2 separate regions of the Anas platyrhynchos genome follow, and region 2 is linked to region 1. Evidence: chromatin contacts called from public Hi-C data. All regions are on one chromosome and are shown on one strand. Each heading gives the region's core, a stretch centred on a gene start, on an enhancer-like site or on the middle of the called end of the contact. The rest is flanking DNA. Distances are from core to core; before and after follow the strand shown. Region 1 holds the start of TULP4 (TUB like protein 4). Region 2 overlaps TULP4 (TUB like protein 4).

What was found. A called contact is a pair of places that touch in the nucleus more often than the background predicts.
Region 2: a Hi-C map of skeletal muscle shows a contact between it and region 1, with 4 times the contacts expected there. The contact joins the enhancer-like site here to the promoter of TULP4 in region 1. A contact is called at or near these places in 5 of 8 Hi-C or Micro-C datasets (F1 follicle, liver, skeletal muscle and 1 more).

The regions. Positions count from the first base shown.
Region 1 is chr3:57,232,911-57,237,285 of IASCAAS_PekinDuck_T2T, reverse strand. TULP4 (TUB like protein 4) reads right to left here and starts at 1,362. Exons shown (of 16, transcript XM_072035952.1): 1 at 896-1,362; 2 at 40-276.
Region 2 is chr3:57,351,413-57,355,754 of IASCAAS_PekinDuck_T2T, reverse strand. TULP4 (TUB like protein 4) reads right to left here. Exons shown (of 16, transcript XM_072035952.1): 6 at 2,443-2,623. Among named protein-coding and RNA genes, the nearest start is that of TMEM181, 58 kb to the left of the region's middle. Within about 2 kb of position 2,239, at least 1 of the 8 cell types and tissues checked has an H3K27ac peak or open chromatin away from gene starts, as enhancers often do.

The sequences.
Region 1 (4,375 bases), core at 113-2,612:
GGCCAGGGGGAAAAACACAGTTTTTTGAAACAACTCTACCTCACTCGACATTCACGTCGCCTATGAAGAACGAACGGGTCCACTCGTGCAAATCCTCCTTGCGAGAGCCGGCAGCAGGCTGGGAGCTGCTGGCAGGGAGGTGTTTCTCCGGTCAGGGTGACAGGATCGGGTTGTCAGCCGGCGTCCCTAGGGACCACCGGGGTTTTGCTATCACAGAAGGACCTGTGATGGCATTATCGAAGCAGCACGACCAGAAATGTTGATGTAATGAGGAATCTGTTTCGTTAATACGATTTTTAAACAGAAATTGAGTATTTAAGGTTAAATAGAAGTAGCTAAAGGTGAGTGGCTCTTATAATCATCTTCGAAGGTGTCAATAGCGTGGGGAAAGCCCCGCTTTCCCGAGCAAGTTTTTGCAGATGCCGTGCAGGTCCCTGCCGCTCTGCTTCCCCTAAAGGGCCGTTTTAGGCTGCCAACCCTCAATTTCGGGGCTGCCTTTCGCAGCCAGCCATTAGGAAGCGGCTTCACCCCCCAGCCCTCACCCCCACGGCGCTCTTACCTAACCCGGCCGGGCAGATCGCAACGGGCGCCTCGGGGAGCGGGTACAGCGGCACCGGGGGCCTCCCCCTTTATCCTTACCGAAACCCCTGCAGGCACCGGGGGGACAACGGGGGGCACCGGGGATGGGGTTTAGCGGCGATATTAGGGGATACAGGGGTGCAGGGGGTGTACCGGCGGCCCGCCGCCCAGCCCGGCGCGGCCGTTACCGTTGTCGTTACCGTTAGGGGGCCGTTAACGGCCGAGCCCCCCGCCCGCCACCGGCTGCCCTCCCGGGGCCGCCCACCGGAACAAAAGGACGGCAGCTGCGGAGCCGCCCGCAGCCCCCCGTGCTCACCTCAGAGGCGGTGGTCGTACTGGTGGCGGCGGCGGCCGCTCGCAGCCCCGGGCCCCCTCCCGTCCTGTCCCCGTCCCGTCCCCGCCCCGCGCCCGCCCGGCTCCGGCTCTCGCCGCTCCCGGAGCGGCGGCGGCGGCGGCGGCTGGGCCCGGCTCCCCCGCCACGTGACCCCGCCGTCACGTGAGCCCCCCGGCCCCGCCCCTCCAGCCCGGGCATGGGGGGGCGCCAAGCTGAGGGGGCGCCGAGGCCCAAAATGGCGGGCGCGGGATCGCGGCTGGGAGCAGGGCTTAGCAGGAGGGTGTCAGCTGCCACACGCGGCCCAGCGGGTCGGGCCCTGCAGCTGAAGGCAGGCTTGTTGGGGAGGTGGGACTCCATTTCCCAGGGTGCCAGCACGGGCAGTGCCCGCCCGTGAGCTTGAGGAGAGCCCGGGCCCTGGGCGACCGCCGCCACAGCTGCCACAGGAGCAGCGACCAAGGGGATACGCCCTGACCGGCAGGCTTAAATTGGCTGTTCTGGAGCTCAGACAAAAATTTTGAGTGGATAAAAACACTTATTGCTATCACTGGGTTGTTTATCAGCTCCTGCCTTAGGTCATGAGTCTGTCATGAGCCTCAGGATTTTAGGTAACAGAAGCTAAAAGTGTCACCAAGAGGTTTCCAAAACACGACTGCAGCTTTAAGCACCTTTGTATTCCCATCCTCTTCTCCAGCAGCACAGGAACTGCTGCATCCACTAACTGCACTGCCCGTTAGGCTCTTCCCTCAGCTGTGCCAGAAGTCCTCTGCAGCTGGGTTCAAAAATCACAGGAGAAAGCTCTTCTTGGTATTTATTCACCAGCCACCATAAACTATGATCATGACTGAGTGCTACCTTGCAGCGTTCCTACCCATCCTGTACCCTAGTACACACTGAGGACTGAAAGAAAATACACAGGAAGGAAGCTTGACTATCTCACCATCCCTGGAGCTTATGCCATCAACATAATACCTTCATTTTCCAAAACCAAATTCACACAGATGTGCATGAGTCTCTGGAACAAGAACCAGAGGTTATGTTTAAACCTTGCAACAGAGGAGCAATTCCCCATATTTTTTCCTCTGCATGTAGCAGTCAACAAGTCCCGATTCCAGATCAGGGAGGGACTACAGCACATGCAGAAACAGAGTAACAGCAAGCTCAAATAAAGTCCTTGATTTGAAGGACTGGAAACCAGGAGTATCCTTGCAGTTAAGAAACGGCCTCAGCTTCCACAGCAAAAACAGAAGACAAAAACTGTAATGTTTATAGAAATGCATTGAAGAGTTTCACAGACAGTCTTGCTCACTGCTTCAAACACAAATTACTCATAATTTTTCCACATGAAAACTTAACTCATTTTTATTTGTTTCATACACTGACTCTAAAAGGCACTTTCCATTTGGTGTAACTAACCTCACATTTTTCCCTCTATCAGAGGGGAATGAATGGATCAGAGAAGGAAACAGGTCAGCCTGCCTGGGCAGGTCCCCCAGAAGAGGAAGGATTTTCTCAGTAGCTGAGAGTAGCCACGCTGACTGCCAATTAACCAGAGTTGACTGGCATTTGCTCCTGTTTCCTCCTGCTGCATTTTCATTGTAGAAGCAGTTCCATCCTTCCATGTGCATTTTTTTCCCTCTTTGAAGAGCTGAATGTAACTGGAACAGGGAAAGCAAGATACCATCCCAGGATACTGAAAGAACTGATGCATTACAAGGAGCAACAGTTTGTTTGTTTGTTTGTTTTTAAATCAAGTGTGCCAACCCTAGTATATATAAGATAAGACATTGTACCTGTATTCAGGAAAGGGAACAATGAGGGCAAATTCAGAATTATTTATCTGGTTTAAATGGCACATAAGGATTTGAAAAACATTTTGCAGGGAAGCACAAGACACTTTAGTAAACGGGAAAAAGAGGCAATATTCACTAATTTGAATAGAACTGCAGCCTTTGTATGTTTGTTTCTACTAAACAAGGTAGATACATACATGTATATATCTTAACTCAGCATTTGAAATGGTGAGTTTAATTAAGTTTAAGAGATGAGGATTAGTACAGATGGCAAGGAAGAGAAACTAGTAAGGATGGTAGTGGATTGTGCTCAAAAGAAAGCAGACTGAAGAGATGCTACAGAGTCCCTGAACAATCAACCATAATAGTGTTCAGTTTAATAGTTGTTAGTTGACCTTAGAGCAAAAACACGAGTATGCCAATAAAATTTGCTGATGAGACAAACCTGAGGAGAAACAAAACAGATTAGAATCAGAATATGTATCAGAAAAGAATAGATGGCACATAGAAGCAGACTAATAAAAAAGGGATGGAATAGGAGTACAGAGTTCAAAACCATGAATTTAAGGACTTTAATGTGTTAATTTTAAACTGAAAGCATCAGCTGAAAAGAGAAGAAAAGAAAAAATTGTATCTGCCCGGCCCGTCAATAACAGAATATCCATGAGGCATCAATCTGAAGAGATCGAGAAAAAGTACAATACTCCCAGGGGAGTATCAATGGAGTTTTGTTCCAAGAGAGATCTGGAATATAAATGCTGTCGCACTGGTACTGTGAAGACATCACTTAAAATACTGCATACAGTTGTGATCACTGGTACTGAAGAAATATAAATTAAACCTGAAATGCACACAGAGAAGGGCCAGGAGAGACAGACATGATTCTGTCTATATATTACTCTATTAAGTTGACACCATCTATTTTTTGCCTATTTCATTTGCTACGTCAGCTTAGCACTAAGTTTAGTATTATGAAACCCTAGTTGAAAGTAAGACCTTTGAATGTTAAAAAAAAAAAAAAAAAAAGTTATATTAATAACTTTCTCAGCAAAGCCCACATTAAAGTATTAAAATAAATAGCAGCTGATTGAAGTGATTCTAAGGTCCCTACCCTTCTCAGACAAGTGCTTTCATGGCTGACAAATTTGTATGTTTTTTAAGCTTAAATCGACAGAAAACCATATCATATTTACAGATTCTGCAAAACTTCTTATCATTTCAAAGTGTGATCTCACAAGTAGTCCAAGAAGATGGCACAGCAAAACTTAACCAATCCTTTTTTCCCAAATTCAATGTTGACAACACTGAAGTACAAAACCAGAATTCATTAAAAATATGGAAGAGTAAGAGAGAAGTCATCAAAATACTCATATAAGATATCGAAAGGTGTTAAGCACCACAGTTATAACAACAGTTTATCACCAAAGCCCAAAATAACTATCCTCTGTACTATCACCCTGCATAGTAGAGAAAACAAATACAGAGATGGTTGCAAACTCAAATATCAGTTCGTAATAAATAAAATAGTTACAGCATGATGTCTACATTTGCTGTGTGTAGTTCTATAAATGAACATGATTATTTAAGCCCTTTAACTCTATGGATAAAATAAATTCAATCTGTAGATTTAACAGTAGGAGAACGCACTGCATGATTATGCTGCATACAAGTT
Region 2 (4,342 bases), core at 990-3,489, 120 kb before region 1:
AAGCCTCAAACTCTACCTGCTTATTTCTGTAATGTCTGTAAGCAACAGCAAAGCAGGTGCAGCTAGTCAGTTTGTCTGTTTTTGTGAAACCCCAACATTTTTTTCTTTTTGCATTTTCACTACAGTAAATCCAAAGGGATTTATGGATCTTCTGTTACACTGCATAAAGGTGGTTTTCTATATTTTTTCATTGTGAGCTTACCAAATTGAAAGCTGGTGCTTTGGAAGGTTTCCTTGGACCCAAAGTTGAAAGACAGCATAATAAACAGTATAATCACTCTAAAAGCTACTTGTTACACAAATTTTCTGCTTGGACAAGTGCTGGGGACTCCTGGAGTCACTAGAGACTATGTAAGAGCTTCTAAGAGAACATACTGACCTTTCACAAATTACTGTATTTTAAATGTTAAGAGCTAGGCAGCAGCATAAAAAATTGCATGCCATCCTTCACAACAGGATCCAATGTGCTCAAAGGTGGAGATGAGCTCAAATGGAAAACTTCACTTTCCAAACTATTTCTAGAACGTCTCTGCTCCTCTGAGCTTACTTTTCAGCATTCACCAAAATTCATTTGTTCAAATACTTAATGACCAGTATCACCATCTGCAGCATTCACTATTTAACTCATTTTTTTTGACAAACTTTGACGGGAGATGTTGCTGGCCCCTGATAAAGTGCTCACAAGGCCTGACCAGCACCTTTTCAGTCATCAAAAATAGCACAGACACTTAAAAGTAATATTGCTTCCTGAACTTGCAAAAGAGATGATCAAAAAGCACTTCAGAGAATGGTATCTAGTAATTAGCAGCTCCGTGTGTGTATATAGTTTGGTAAGAAAAAAACATCAAACTTGCAGTCCTTCCTACACTTCTGTGTGAGTCAAAGGCTTGTCACCTTTGAGAGGTTTATGCTGCATCTGCTCTAAAGAAAACACATCATGTTTGGGTAATCATTAAAAGTAGACTTGTAGGCTTCTAACAAGTACACCCACCCCCTGACTGACTCAGAAAAAGCTAGCACATTTGGATCATTTAAGTTCTCATCTGTGTACTCTGCAACTTCACCATCCCCCAACTGGATTTTAAAAAAACAATAAAAAGACGATTTAATGTTGTTCCTTGTCTTGCATTAGAAGCTTGCTAGGAAACCTGGAAGTTTGTTTCTTTTCTTCTAAGGTAACAAATCTCACCAGAAGTGAGACATGAAAGCCAAAACAAACCTCAGGCCAAAAGATGCTACATTTTCTTCAGATGATCAGACTCTATCAGTATTTATTAAATACATATGTTTATTATATTGACATACATACAGGTGATTCTGGAAAAGATACATTTTTGGACTGAACCCAAATTAGACCTAAAACTGCAAGAGTTCTCAATTCAGTGGTTCAGATGTGAGATGCACATTCAGAATCATTCATAGCCATTACGTACTCAAATTTTCCATGATTCAGTACAATCACTGATATAATAGCCCTTAATTTAGTTCAGACATCATATACTGGAACACAGACACAGCTTACTTACATCTTATAGAATAATCAACAGCATTTACAAAAAGCATTATTACTATTACTTGGACTGAGAAGGACTGGGATGAAAGGAGTAATGACATATCCCACCCCACAAACCATGTACACCCAGTGGCCTGCTAGGTCTTTGCTATTTATGATTTCCAAATAGTTTAAAATCAAAACATGTCACACAATGAGTTTTATACTTAGGGGTCATGAAGGATTTCTTCCTGACTGCCAAACTGGCAATGTGCTCTGAGGTATGGGAATTAGTAACTGCAGATAGCTCAAGTTATCCTCTTTCTACCACATGTAGTTGAAGGAAATACTTTTATTTCCATTCTTCTCTGAGATTTATTGAGTGCTTTATGTCATGACTATCAAGAATGGGACTATAATTATGAGTATAAACTCTGCTTCACATGATTCCTTTAAAGATGTAGCACCTTCTGCTGTGTCTAATATGGGTGTCTTTGCACACAAATTGATATAATAATGCATTCAGTTTTGTGACTGTCCTCTGACTACCTCCATACATATGAACCACTGAAATATATCATGTCTGCTTATCAGTGACACCTGATGTGCCCTTATCTAGTGTTTTTCACTTGCCCTCAATAAAAACTTAGAGTTCTGTGCTGTTACCTCATTTGCACAATTGGAGGCAAAGCAGCACAGATGAGGTATGACTCACAGCAAGTCATACAGCAGGGTTACTGGCAGAGCTGGGGATGAACCCACTCTCTCATACCACTATTCTGCTCCATCCCTGACTGTACCTCAACAGGAATGCACTGTCTTTCCTCTTCTACCAGCTTAAAACCATGGCCATCCTGCTGTTACAGTACAACATAACCTCTCCCTGGTATTCAAGATGTCTTTATGACCACCAGCAAAGCCAAAGCAGAAATATGTGCAAATAATCCTACCTTGCGGTGGGGAATAGTCGTCGGAGTCTGTGTCGCTCTCGCTGCTGTCCTCCACCAGGAAGCTGGGGTAGTTCCAGGACATGCTAAGGATGCCATCTGACTCGTGAAGGAGCACGTGGGCCAGCATTCGGCCATGGCAGTCCATGACGATAACCTGACCATCAGCGGTGCCAAACAGAACCTGAAAATAACACAACAGCCCCCAGCCCCGTCAAAGGTCAGTGACCGGACCCTCCTTTGAATGCATCTTAAAATTAACCTGCTATTCTGGAAATAAATTAAAACCACAGCAGTCAGGGGTTTGAACTGGTGCCATAATAGGACACTGCAACCCATCAAAGATGTACACGAATGAAGACTAAGCAGCAAAATCTAATTTGCTTGGATTGGGAAAAGCCAGAAGTCGTTGGACTTCGCATCTCTTGTGTGTAGGCATTAAAAGCAGCTTCCGCTGACTCAGAGACAGCTGACATGGGAGAAAATTTGTGTCCAGTTAGTACCTGTGCAAAGGGTAGTGAGCGATGAGAATCTACAAACTGCCATAATTGTTTATTTTATTACGTATCTCAAAAGAAAACATGCAGGCCTATTTGATGTTTCTTGCAGGAGAAGTTGACAGAGGAACAAAAAGTGACAGGGCCTAAGAGGTAAACTCCTAAAATCTGTGAGCAAGTAATGTCTCACAGTGGGATTGATTTTGTTTACTTTAATATGAGCCATTACACTTTATTTGAACTTGGCCATTGCTACCAGTAAAGCAAGCTGGTAGAAGGGCTATCACAGACTCTAAAGTATTCTTGGATTATACAGAAATTTCTAAAATCAGTGGCAGAAATTATGGTATGCTTCGGTTCTAACAAAATCAAAAGACACATCCGACAAAAAATCCTAGCAGAGATTTCAAACAGCTCGTGAGAAACAGAAAGCTGAATAGAGGAGGACAGGTTATTCGATTGATGAGCAGAGAGAAGGTGGGAGAAATGTCTTCCAAAAACAGAGGCAAAAACAGTATGATCACTCAACTGGAAGTAGATTATTACAGCCTAGGAGGAAGGCAATATGTTACATGTTCAGGAAGAGTGAAGAAGAGCTTCCACCCACCATTTCAAATACAAAATGCAAGGCAAGGTGTTTTTTTTCATGCCCTTAAACTGCTCTGTAGGCAATGTGTGCTGATTGAAGTCAGACTGACGGGAACCTACAATTTATCTTTTATGAACGTTTTCTGTCTTGAGGTTTTGAACAAGTTAAGATCCTGTATATTTGATGAATTTTAGAGAAACGTCAGGAAATTAGGATTAATAAATCCACCAAATGATAAATGCATTAGCCAAGGCTGTTGCTGCTACCACAGAATTCAAGGCAAGTAAGTTTTAAATGAAAATTAAAGGCACTCATCAATTTGAAAACTAGCCAGCATTTAAAAGGAAGCTAAAAGGAAGGTCAAATCTTATACCTGCCCTTCAGTCTACTATGTATTTTGGTTTTACAGTCACCCTTTCACATAACTTGATTTCTCTGTTGCCATGTTAAAGTGTACAAACTGAAGGGCAAATTGTCTATGCATTGGAAAGAAAATGTCTGACGCACAGGTTTTATCATTTCTCTGTGAAGGGATGTGTGGATTTAAGATTCTAACAATTGCATACCCAGATCAAAAATTTATCTAGCCTTATATCCTATCTCTAACAGTGATCAAGTATTTGGAGAGAATAAAAGAGCAGGATGTACCGAGCAAGCACCTTCCCTGCATACTCATGTAGCTTCAGATAAAAAATACAACCTCTTCTTTGTTTAAAGCCTGCTAACTGGTAATTTCACTGGGTAACCTTTACCTCGTAACGCTATGAGAAATACAGGATAATTTTCCCCTATCTATACTTACATAGAAAGCAATTGT